Regions from separate parts of the Nomascus leucogenys genome. Here region 1 is linked to region 2. A link is a contact called in public Hi-C data. All regions are on one chromosome and are shown on one strand. Each heading gives the region's core, a stretch centred on a gene start, on an enhancer-like site or on the middle of the called end of the contact. The rest is flanking DNA. Distances are from core to core; before and after follow the strand shown.

Region 1 (6,059 bases), core at 3,479-5,978, 170 kb after region 2:
CCAGCCACTCTGAGAGATCAATGGACACAGGTGGGACGTGCAGGTACCTTGTGTGTTCACTCAGCGCTCCTGGGGGTCACTAGAAGTCCACTTCGGATCCTGCTTCTGACACCATCTGATAAAAGAAAAACTTCAGCCAAATTAAATTTAAAGGAGTTTAGCTGAGCAATGAATGATTCACAAATCGGGTAGCCCCTAGAATCACAGCAGATTCACGAAGTCTCCAGGGGTGCCTCACAGTCAGAATAAATTTACAGACAAAAAAGGTAAGGTGACATACAGGAATCAGAAGTGAGGAACAGAAATAGTGAGACTGGTTACAACTCAGCATTTGCCTTATTTGAACGCAGTTTGAACATTGAGCAGTCTATGAGTGGTTGAAGTATGGCTGCTGGGACTGGCCAACACTCAGTTATTGTTACAGGTGCATACTACTACGTTAGGTTTTCAATTTTGTCTGACTCTTACAGTTCATCTACAAGGACTAAAATATAGAAGCATGGAGTCCTTCTCAGGCTGTATTTAGTTTGCTTTAACAGATCAATATTTCTCAAAGTATGGTCCCCAGACCAGCAGTGGCATCATCACTTGGTTGTTAAAAATGCAAATTCTCGGGCCCCCCCGATGATCTACTAAATCAGAAACTCTAGGGGTAGTGCCCAGGAGTCTGTTTTAACAAGACCTCCAGAGGTTCTGGTGTGCCCTACAGTTTAAGAATCACTGACGAAGATATAAATTGGCAGCTTGGTTTTATACTTGACATATCATGATGAACATCCTTACAAGTCAGTAGATAAAACCAGATGTCTCTATTTCTTTTCCTTTATTCTTTATGCATATATACACATATATAATTGTGCATTAACAGGATCATTTTAGAAATGTTTTGGGGTTTCTTATTGCAGCCTGTTTTGTTTTACTTGTCTTCACTCTCCCCCTTCCCCAATGCCACCACCTCCCCTCAAGCAACCCGTGTGAACAACTTAGCATATGCCATTCTGTATTTTCCCCATTCTTATCTAGCATACAAAACACACACTTAGAGGCTAGACTTTAGATTGCCTGCTTTAAGAAAAATGGGATTATATTTTATACATTACTCTGCTTATCAGTTTCTCATCCAAAAATACCTCATGAAACTGTTTCCAAGGTAACTGTTTTAGCTCTAAATCTTTCTTTATAATGGCTGCATGATATTTCATGTATAGATACACCATGATTTATTCATTCATCTCAATATTGCTGGTGTTATGAATAAAGCTGTAATAAATTAATATTTTTATATATACACACATATATATATATATATACACACATATATACCCTGATGTATTTATTTCTATAGTATATGCTCCTAGGACAGGATAGTCAGGTTGAAAGTACATTTCTCATGTTAAAAAATGTTTCCATTGCATTTCAAAAAAAAGGATTTAAATTTTACATTTCCACTAATTGTGTATGATAGGGGCTTTCTCCCCCATATTGCCATCAGCTATAGGTGTTATCATTTGATTAAACTTTTGCCAATCTGATAGGAGCAAAGTGGGAAGCCATTTTTCCTCTTCTGTCTGCTTAATTGATATTTTTAAAAAATAGACACATTCCATTTTGTGAGGAGCTGCAAGTTCCACAGCATGCTTTTGATCCTTACTTCACTTCAGTGGACCTCTCCATAACTCACTTCATAAAGGGAGCAGTATTTTCCCTTTAAAGCATAATGAGAGTGGGCCCTTTTAAAATTCCTGTTTACAGAAATCTAGAAATCTAGATTATCTCTTCTGCGTGAGCTGAAAGTCAGACAGTGCATCTTATATTATTCATATGTACCCTGCCTCACTGCCCAGTTCTCTCCAGTGCCTCCATTTTCAGAACCTTTCTTTCTGCCTTCTTCCGCTCCACCCATTCCCCTGTTTATTTTAAACCTCCAGTATTTCCTTTAAAAAATGATTTTAAAATAAGCTTAGAAAACAGAATGCATTCTGTTGCAACAACATTTGTTGATAACACTTTAGGGCTTTAGCAGGTGAGGTATGATGCTGGAAGCCCAATGGCCTCATTGATTGAGTGCAAACTACAGTAGGAGGGACCCCAGTTCTTCAAACTGGATACGTCTCCCAGTACAGGGCTCTGCCTATCCACTTCCCATCCACTAGCACCTAAAGCAACCTATAGCAGAGAGAAGCCCTGTGGGCCCTGGCAGATCCTCATAGAATTGTGAGGAACTCTGGCTTCCCTTCCAAAGTCCAGGAGTCCAGGGAGCATCCTGACCTCTCTGGGGTTTTTTGAGAGGAGTGTCACTCACTAAAGAAGATTTTGGAAGCCTGGGGGCCCAGCAGCAACCACGTGTCAGAGCCTACCTGCCTGGTTCTTGAGCTCTGGAAGTGGGAGCTTAGAGTCCATCAACAGCTTACAAAGACTGGAGTCCCCCTGGGTGCACCCCTGGGTCTTCCTGTCATCTGGTTGGTGTTTCTGCTGGTTTCTGTCCTAGCATTACAGCTACCCTAGGAACCCACTGCAGGAGGAAAATAAGACAGTTGAAGGTGTCACAGATGTAGGGATCCAAGTAGTGATTCACTTTAACAACATGCATTTGATTGTTTAGAATGTGTGTAATATGCAATATGTATGCAATACCGCTCCTCATTCTGAGGATGTTTAATGTTTCCCTTCACCAAAATGCAGCATCTAGACCGGCTTTTGAATCTTCCGCTGCATTCCGTGAAGATGGAACCTTGTTATACTAAAGTCAACCTGCTTCACGAGCGCCTGCAGGATCTCAAGAGCCGCTTCAGATTCCCCCACGTTGATCTGGTGGTTCAGAGGACACAGAACTACATGCAAGAGGTGGGTGTGGCAGGGGCATCCGTGGTGGATGAGGGTAAAGAGAGAGCAGAGAAATGGGTGCTGGCCAGTGAGATCGGCTGCTAGCGTAGCTCAGGGAAATACGTCGCATCTCTTTAGCCATCACGTTGAGGGAGGACATGTTCTGTCCCTCCACTGGCTTCATCTTCCATCCATATGGATGAACATCATAAACAAGACATAGCTCAGAAAAATAAAGTAGCATTAATTGATAACTACTTGATTTGTCAAATCAGTGCTGTAACCTTGGCTACACATTGGAATCACCTGGGGGAAATACTGTTGTCCAGGCTGGAGTGCAGTGATGTGATCTTGGCTCACTGCATGCAACCTTTGCCTCCTGGGTCCAAGTGATTGTCTTGCCTCAACTTCCTGAGTAGCTGGGACTACAGGCATGTGCCACCATGTCTGCCTAATTTTTGCATTTTTAGTAGAGATGGGTTTTTACTGTGTTGGCCAGGCTGGTCTCAAACTCTTGACCTCAAGTGATCTGCCCACCTCGGCCTCCCAAAGTGCTGGGGTTACAGGCGTAAGCCACCACACCCAGCCTATATGGCAACTTTTTGATAGAACTTCCCTACCCTGATTCCTACTGTTTCTAATATGCAGCCAGGATTGAGAACCACTGGCTTAAATTAATTCCCTAATGTAATTAAGAGTAAACCAATCAATCAATCAGTCACAGCTTCATATTTGAATTTCTTGAGTCTACTTGACAGGTTTCTTTTTTTTTTTTTTCGTAAGGAAACTTTTCCCCAGTAACAGGAATGAATAGCACAAACTCCTTCCGTATTATAGTGTTTCCTAAATGAATAAGGGGTATGGTCATCAAAGCTCTAAAGGACACCATGCCATGTCACACAGATATTCTGAGGAGAGATTACTGTGGGCCGGACACTGTACCAGATCCCACTTCAGGGAGCTTGAGTGAGACAAATTCTTAGATAAATTCACTACAATGTTGACGGTATGATAAAGGTATATATTGTGGCCAGGCACGGTGGCTCACGCCTGTAATCCCAGCATTTTAGGAGGCCGAGGCGGGTGGATCACTTGAAGTCAGGAGTTTAAGACCAGCCTGGCCAACATGGTGAAACCCCATATCTACTGAAAATACAAAAAAATTTGCCGGGCATGGTGGTGCGCACCTGTAGTCCCAGCTACTTGGAGGCTGAAGCACGAGACTCGCTTGAACCCTGGAGGCAGAGGTTGCAGTGAATCAAGAGTGTGCCACTGCACTCCATCCTGGGTGACAAAGTGAAACTGTGTCTCAAAAAAAAAAAAAAAAAAGGTATATATTGGATGCTTTGGGATCACGGGCTTGGAGAAGAAAGGAGAACTTTTTTTTCATAAAGGTTATGGGCAAGATCAAGTGATACATTTTAGCTAACCCTTGAGTTGTAAGGGATGAAAGAGGAACAAGGAACAAAATTAGGCAACAGTTTAGCAGAAGTCTCTTTCATAATACTAGACCCTGGTGACGGGAACGCAGGCAAAGGTGCAGGGAATAAGATACCTGAACTACTTCTGCTTTCTGACCCATGAACATGTCAGCCACTGTCCCCACCCATCCCTGACCCTGCCTCCCTTCCCAGCCCTGCAGAGAGAGGGAGAGATATGCTGCGGAGTGGTTTACATCCACTTAAAATGGAGGCGACACCAAAAACTAGTTGAAGAAGGCTCCAGCCTCATCCCTTAATCAGTGGCTGCAGGTATCAAAGAATAGAAGAGGGGTGCCCACGGGAGATGACAGAACACTTGCTCAGTCCCGTGGCCTTGGGTTTTCCAACTTCTTCCTGCTCCTACTGTGGCCACATGACTATTTGTTTCACAGCCCTAGTGATGGGGTGATGTTGCCCTGGGTCCGCCCCAGAGTAGCAGCCGAGGGGACTCATCTCTGATGGCCCCTACTCTGCAATCCCACTTAGCCAGGCCTGTGGGTGGTGATCCCAGCCTCTGACTGTTGTCTGTTTCTGTGTCGCTTCTGGTTTCTAGCTAATGGAGAATGCAGTGTTCACTTTTGAGCAGTTGCTTTCCCCACATCTCCAAGGAGAGGCCTCCAAAACTGCAGTTGCCATTGAGAAGGTTAAGCTCCGAGTCTTAAAGGTAAAACCGTTCTCTTGTTTGTGGGAAGCATAAAACGAGAACGTGACCCCTGTTTCTTTTGTAAAGTGGAAAATATCATGTTCTCTCCTTGGCTCTAATCTTTCCCCACTCCTTCCTCTCCCAAGTCCAGTGACTCTCAGTCCGCGGCAGTTTCTCCAGTGTGACTTCCATGCCTCTTCTGCCATCTAGCGGCCACTGCTGGTCCTCAGCATCATTACCCACAGCTAGAGGCCCCGTGTCCCAGCCTTCATAGAGATCCAACTCGACAAACATTTATTGGCTGTCCACTATAAGCATTGCGTGGGATGTAAAAATAGGCAAGGCACAGCCTCTTTCTTCAAAGAGGTTACAATATAGTAAAATCCATTAAACTGGAAAATAATTTATTGATTTTGAAAAATCAAAACCTCATGGCAAAGGAAATACTCCAAGGAAAAGAAATCTACCATATGAAATTGTTTTAAATGTACTTCAGCATAAGTGTATATTAAAATAGTTTTAATAATAGGAGCTTTCACATATATGTTATATTTTAAAGCCTTTTACTTGATCCCCACAAGAACTTGTGCATTAACTAGAATTTGCCCCCCTTGTACAGATGAGGAACTGATTCTGTGAAAGCTAATGTGACTTAATTAAGCTCAACAGGCTGATCAATGGTGAGCTTAAGGATAAACGATCATACACCTAGTCCACTAATTTTTTTCACTGCCTTCTAGTTCCCCTAAACAGTGCCTTGGAACAGAAGATCAAAGTCCCACAGAGCCTAGGGGTGGTGTCTGAATTTCAGACTTGATCTTGATGCCTCACAGGCAAGAGGAAACTCTAGCAACCAAATCATTGATATTAAAAACAATATTGGGGCCGGGTGCGGTGGCTCATGCCTGTAATCTCAGCACTTTGGGAGGCCGAGGCGGGCGGATCACGAGGTCAGGAGATCGAGACCATCCTGGCTAACACGGCGAAAACCCGTCTCTACTAAAAATATAAAAAATTAGCCGGGTGTGGTGGTGGGCGCCTGTAGTCCCAGCTACTCGGGAGGCTGAGGCAGGAGAATGGCGTGAACCTGGGAGGTGGAGCTTGCAGTGAGC
Region 2 (5,561 bases), core at 966-3,465:
AGTGGATAAGGGTAGATGAGGATAATCAGTCCTTTCTCAGAGTATTCCTGAGCAAGAGGTGACAAGCTAAAACTACACTTCTGTCAGGAGATCCAAGCTAGTTTTCTTCAAACACAACAACAGTATTCTGAGGCATAGTTATAGCAATTTATATAGTCAAAAAAATTACTTCTCCAAGAAGATACACTTAATTCTAGCAGCCAACTAGAGTATTGAGAGAAGAGTTCAACATTAAATAGTTTAAATCATTGAGTTGTTATCTGGAAATTCTTGAGATCGTAGTTTTTGCTGAGTACAGATTTTTACATTTTATTTTTCATTCATTCACTTATTCAGTGGTTATCTGCTGGACACCTACTACATGCTAGGCACTCTTCTAGGCATTTGAAATATAGCAGAGGACAGAATAGACAAAAAAGTCCCTGCCCTAAGAGGAAAAATAATAATAAAAAAGAAAACAGAAATTTTGAGGGAAAAAGCCCCAAGAAACTACAATAACAACAAAGAAAATCCCTAAACCTTATAGAGTTGACATCGCAGTGGGGGAAGATAGACAAAGAAATATGTGTTAGATGATGCTAAGTGATATGAAACAGAAATAATGAAGGGCGACTGGCAGAGAGAGGTGATGGCTGGTGTTCCTGGGTCAAGGAGAACCTCTCTGAGTTGCTAGCATTAAAGTGGAGGCTTGAATGAAATGACTGAGAGAGTAACCTGTGTGAATATCTGAGGGAAGAGCATCCTACAGAAATGAAAAACAAGTGCAAAGGCCCTGAGCTTGATGTGTCTTAGAAAGAGTAAAAAAAAAAAAAAAAAGGCTAGCAGGGCTGGAACTGAGAGAACAAGGAGTAGTGGTAGAGAAGGTCACAGAGGAAGCTCCACCTAGGCCCTGCTAGACGTCGTGGCTTTTCTCTGAAGAAGGTAGATCAGTTAGGCAGCTAGTGTAATGACTGAGGTGAGGAATGATATGGGATGGCAGTAGAGGGGATGAGAATTGGTTGGCTATTGGACATATTTAAAAGCTGAATTGACACGATTTACTGATAGATTGGAATGTAGAGTGTGAGAGATTGGGTGTGAGTGTGATGAAATAGTTGTGTTAAAGTGCAAGTTAGCTAATAGGGAAGGCGGGGGTGTGTGGGAAAGCCTTCAAAGTCCTCCTCAGGCCTGGTTCTAGTGTATACAGACCATTTGACCTTGAGGTTAAGTCAACAGGAGTCGCAAAACAACTGACTACTAAGAATAGGATGAAATCAGTGGTGACCCCTCTGCCCAAGTGGATCTTGTTCCGAGAGGCTGCCAAGCTAAATAGTGGTTGTGGGAAAAGAACAAATATCTTTTCTAATGATTGATTTCCAGTTAAGGAGAGGAATGGAAAGTAAAGGGGTAAGGACAGACGTTCGTCAAGTCTTAGGAAGTTTCAGGGCTGGGAGTATATTCTAGGGCCAAGCCTTACTTTTTCCCTGTCTTTCCGTTTTTTTTTTTTTTCTCTTTCCTTTTTTCCTCATTTCCCCACTCCCTCCTTGGTCCAGGTTCTTGCCTGCAGAAAGGTATAATTTACCTCTAGTTCTCAAACTTCAGCGGGCATCAGAATTCCCTGGAGGGTTTGTGCAAACACAGATTGCTGGGCCCCACTCACACAGATTCTAAGTGTGTGTGTGTGTGTGTGTGTGTGTGTGTGTGTGTGTGTGTGTGTAGAGGGCTGGTGGACGATAGCGCTGAGATTTTGTATTTCTAACAGGCTCCCAGGTAATGCTTGGGAAGAACTGTTGCTTCTTGGACAGCAACACTCACAAGGCAACGTGATCCTGAGCTCCACCTCGAAGGATGTGAGCTGGGAAAGTTCCAGCTCACAGAGATTTAGTCACTTGAGAAATGGTCCACTTCCTCCAAGGTATTTTTTGGATGCCCCAAACGGATGAAAACAAGAAGCAACCGTGGGCGAGGAGGAGGAGCTGGCCATCCTCCTCGGTTGGGCAGCCCGTCGGAGCTCACCAGCGAGGCGAGGGCGGGAAGACAGCCCCCGGGCCGGCCCACGGATCCTCAGAAGGCGCGGACCTGGAGGAGGCGCCCCAGAAGGCGACGCCTCTTGCCTCTTGTCTCTCGCCTCTCGAAGGAAGTTTGCTTTTAATTTCAGAGCCGGGCTTGCCGTCGGATCAACCTCCAGGAGCGAGCAGTGGGCGCGGACCAGAGCGGCCAGTCCCCTGGGCGCGGGCCGGGCAGTTTCCGCGCTCAGCACAGGCAGCTCGCGGTCATGGGCGGCTCAGCCTCCAGCCAGCTGGACGAGGGCAAGTGCGCTTACATCCGAGGTACGCCCCTCCCGCCCGGGGGCCTGGGGAGCCCCCTGACCCGTGCACCAGGCTGGCCGCCGCGGTTGGGGCCCCAAGGGGCGCGCCCCGGGCCCTCTCCCTGTAGCGTTCGGGGATCCCCGACCGCAGCCCGCCCGCGCGAGTCGGGTTTCCTGCCCCAGCCGGCGCCCTCCGGCGCGGGTGTAGACCGGGGACCGGGGGCGCCGGGTGTAGACCGGGGACCGGGAGGGCTTGGGAGCGAGGCAGGTGCAGGATGCGGGTGGGGACGCCGGCGCCTCCGCCGCTCCCGCCGCCTCGGGGTCAGTGCCGCCCCCGCCCGGCGCACTTCGCCCCCCGGTATCTGCCCCAGACTGAGTTCTGAGCTGTTTCTGAACTGGCCGCCAAGAGAGCAGCGGGGATATCCCGCGTTTCTAGAGATACCCCTGGGGATTCCCGGCCGCTAAAGCAGAATTTCCCTCTTAGTAATGTTGGCCTGGCTTTGGAAAGCGCGGCGTTTGGCCGCAGCTTCGCTCGCATTTCATCCTAGCACTTGCAGGATGATTTCATCAGCGGCAGAAAGGACAATGTCATGCCGTTCCCTTCACGCCCCGGAGAGGGGCGAAGCAAAAGAGGAACACTGGCGTGCTTTGTAACTGCCGCGAAAGTTATAGAAGGGGAGAAACTCATTTAGGGAGACCCTCAGAGGTGTGGGGACTCAGTAGAGAGCGTGAGGCAGAAAAAAACAAAACAAAACCCAAACCGAACTGAAACTGCAGGAAGTCCTGACTCGTTATCTCCTTTATTTCCTGGGTGTATTTGACCTCCCCTCTTCTTACCCCCCACCCCAACCTTGCCTTCAACCGCTACCTAACATTTGGTTATCTTACCAATTTACTCTTTCCCCCGCCCCGCCGCCCGATCCCCCACCCTCGGCTTCAGAAATATCTTCCAGACTAGGTATTAAACTCTAGGTCTGTTTGGCCCTTGAATACTTTCCTAAGAGGAAATCATTTATTTGGTGTTCTTATTCCACATTTGTTTTCAGTCACCACAACATTTAAGACCATTTTAAAAGGATATCAAATCAGGGTACTTGAAGAGCAACGGAGCTGATTTTACAGATTCCTGCTCTGGTGCCTTTGGAGGTAAAAGATCCGTACTGTCAGGGGATAACACTTGGTCAAGTATCTCTTTGCTTTTGTTTGTTAAAAGGGGAAAGATAGATGATTTATTTATATTAGTAAAAGAGCTGAACTAAGCTTAAAAGAAATAAATGAAGCCTGCCTTAGTCTTAAAAATGTGGCCACATGCTTGTGTTACCAGTGTATAGGGACTGAAAGGGCAATTAACAGAACATAGTGAGAAAGGGCTTGCATTTGTATGTTAGCAAAGTTGTGTTTAAGGCATTTATATAAGACTTTATTTCACTGGAAAGCTTAGGAGCACCTAACGTGGACGCGTGGCCATGTACACTAATCATTTGAAGTCAAGCAGTGTGAAGGATTAACTTGCTTAAAGAAGACTTCCTGGCCATGCTGTTTGTTGCTATTGATGCAAGCATTGTACTCAGATAATAAGAAAATGTTATTACTTTCTTTATTCTGAAAGCTATTAAATTATTACAAAAGTATGAGGGACTTAGGGCAGGTGAAGAACTGGTAATGCAAGTCTTTGAATGAGTAAACCTGTAGCATATGGTGTGACAGTCATTACATCTCCCAGTCTTGTTCAGCTTTCTCTCTTCATTCTATATTCAGGAGGGCACTTGCACGGTATGTGTAGTGGGAGAGGGAAGAGAAGAGTTAAAGTTAGAATACCTCCAGAGAAAAAGACTCATCGCTTCATGTGAGAATGCTAGTCTTGCCAAAAGAGAAAAGAACCTTGGAAAAATGCATGGTGTTGTACATTGTTAATGCATGAGCAAATGAGGGTCACAGGGCTGTGATTTCCTGATGGTTTTGAAGCCCAGGTTCCTGAGTAAAATCATAGCCCTATCTTTACCTCTTTGCCCATCTTTTAGCCCATAAATATTCTCAAGCTTTGATTCAATTGTAAGCAAAACGATCGGAAGTATGACAGTAAAGTTTAAATATACTTTTATGACCTGTTTCTCATAAAGTAGCCATCAGTGAAATATAGATTTGAAAGCTCCTGAAGCTGAGACAATAACTTTCTTTTAAGCTTGATAAACTTTGCTAACAAGGAGAGTAGCTAGTCAATATATTTTGAGTGACTTTTGTTAACTTTATTTTGTATGCATCATAAGCAGCTGTATGCTACTGACGCTGAATCAGCCTTTAAGACAAATCATTGAACAGCTGCCATTCCTTGTGTGCCTCAAAACATCTGTGTCATATGGATGTTTTGAAAATACATTGTTTCTTAGGATTTAGTTAATCTTCAGGTAAAGATATATCAGCTACATTAAGGAGTTACTTCATTTCTAAAGATGTTAGTTTTGGAAATTACGACAATGCTCATGTTTCTTACAACAGAATAAATTTTTAGAATTGTTTCTAGAGGCCTTTCAGTAGTGTCCCTTGATAAGATGTTTCTATTAATAAATAATACTGAGACCAACTTGTGATCACATGAGCCGTGTCATATGTTAGTCTTAAGTGATGCTTTTAGCACTGACCTAAAATGATCTTTTTTTTTTTGAGACGCAGTCTCACTCTGTCACCAGGCTGGAGTGCAGTGGCGCGATCTCGGATCACTGCAACCTCTGACTCCCTGGTTCAAGCGATTCTCCTGCCTCAGCCTCCCAAGTAGCTGGGATTACAGCCACGCGCCACCATGCCCAGCTAATTTTTGTATTTTTAGTAGAGACGGGGTTTCACCATGTGGGCCAGGATGGCTTCGATCTCCTGACCTTGTGATCGCCTGCCTCGGCCTCCCAAAGTGCTGGGATTATAGACATGAGCCACCGTGCCCAGCCAATCTTTTTTTTAATGAGGAAGAAAGCTAATAGATTCCAGGCATCAGTGGTCAGTTTGGGTGCTCTTCTCTCTTTATGCCATGTTTTCTTTTCTTTTTTTAGTTTTCTGAGATAGGGTCTCACTCTTACACAGGCTGAAGTGCAGTGGTACAATGACTGTGAGCCTTGACCTCCCCTGGCTCAGGTGATCCTCCCACCTCAGCCTCCTGAGTAACTGGAACTGCAGGTGTGTGCCACCACGCCCAGCTAATTGTATTTTTTGTAGAGATGGGGTTTTGCCATGTTGCCCAGGCAGGTCTCAAACTTCTGGGCTCAAGCAGTCTTCCCGCCTTGGC

Evidence for each region. A called contact is a pair of places that touch in the nucleus more often than the background predicts.
Region 1: a Hi-C map of a lymphoblastoid cell line shows a contact between it and region 2, with 6 times the contacts expected there. The contact joins the enhancer-like site here to the promoter of NIBAN1 in region 2. A contact is called at or near these places in 3 of 4 Hi-C or Micro-C datasets (a lymphoblastoid cell line and an unstated tissue).

Annotation. Positions count from the first base shown.
Region 1 is chr9:30,517,658-30,523,716 of Asia_NLE_v1, forward strand. NIBAN1 (protein Niban 1) reads left to right here. Exons shown (of 14, transcript XM_003264458.4): 10 at 2,683-2,844; 11 at 4,858-4,968. Among named protein-coding and RNA genes, the nearest start is that of EDEM3, 51 kb to the right of the region's middle. Within about 2 kb of position 4,729, the one cell type or tissue checked has an H3K27ac peak away from gene starts, as active enhancers do. A contact at or near this core is called in a lymphoblastoid cell line, where this site is marked.
Region 2 is chr9:30,353,916-30,359,476 of Asia_NLE_v1, forward strand. NIBAN1 (protein Niban 1) reads left to right here and starts at 2,216. Exons shown (of 14, transcript XM_003264458.4): 1 at 2,216-2,309. The coding sequence starts at 2,255.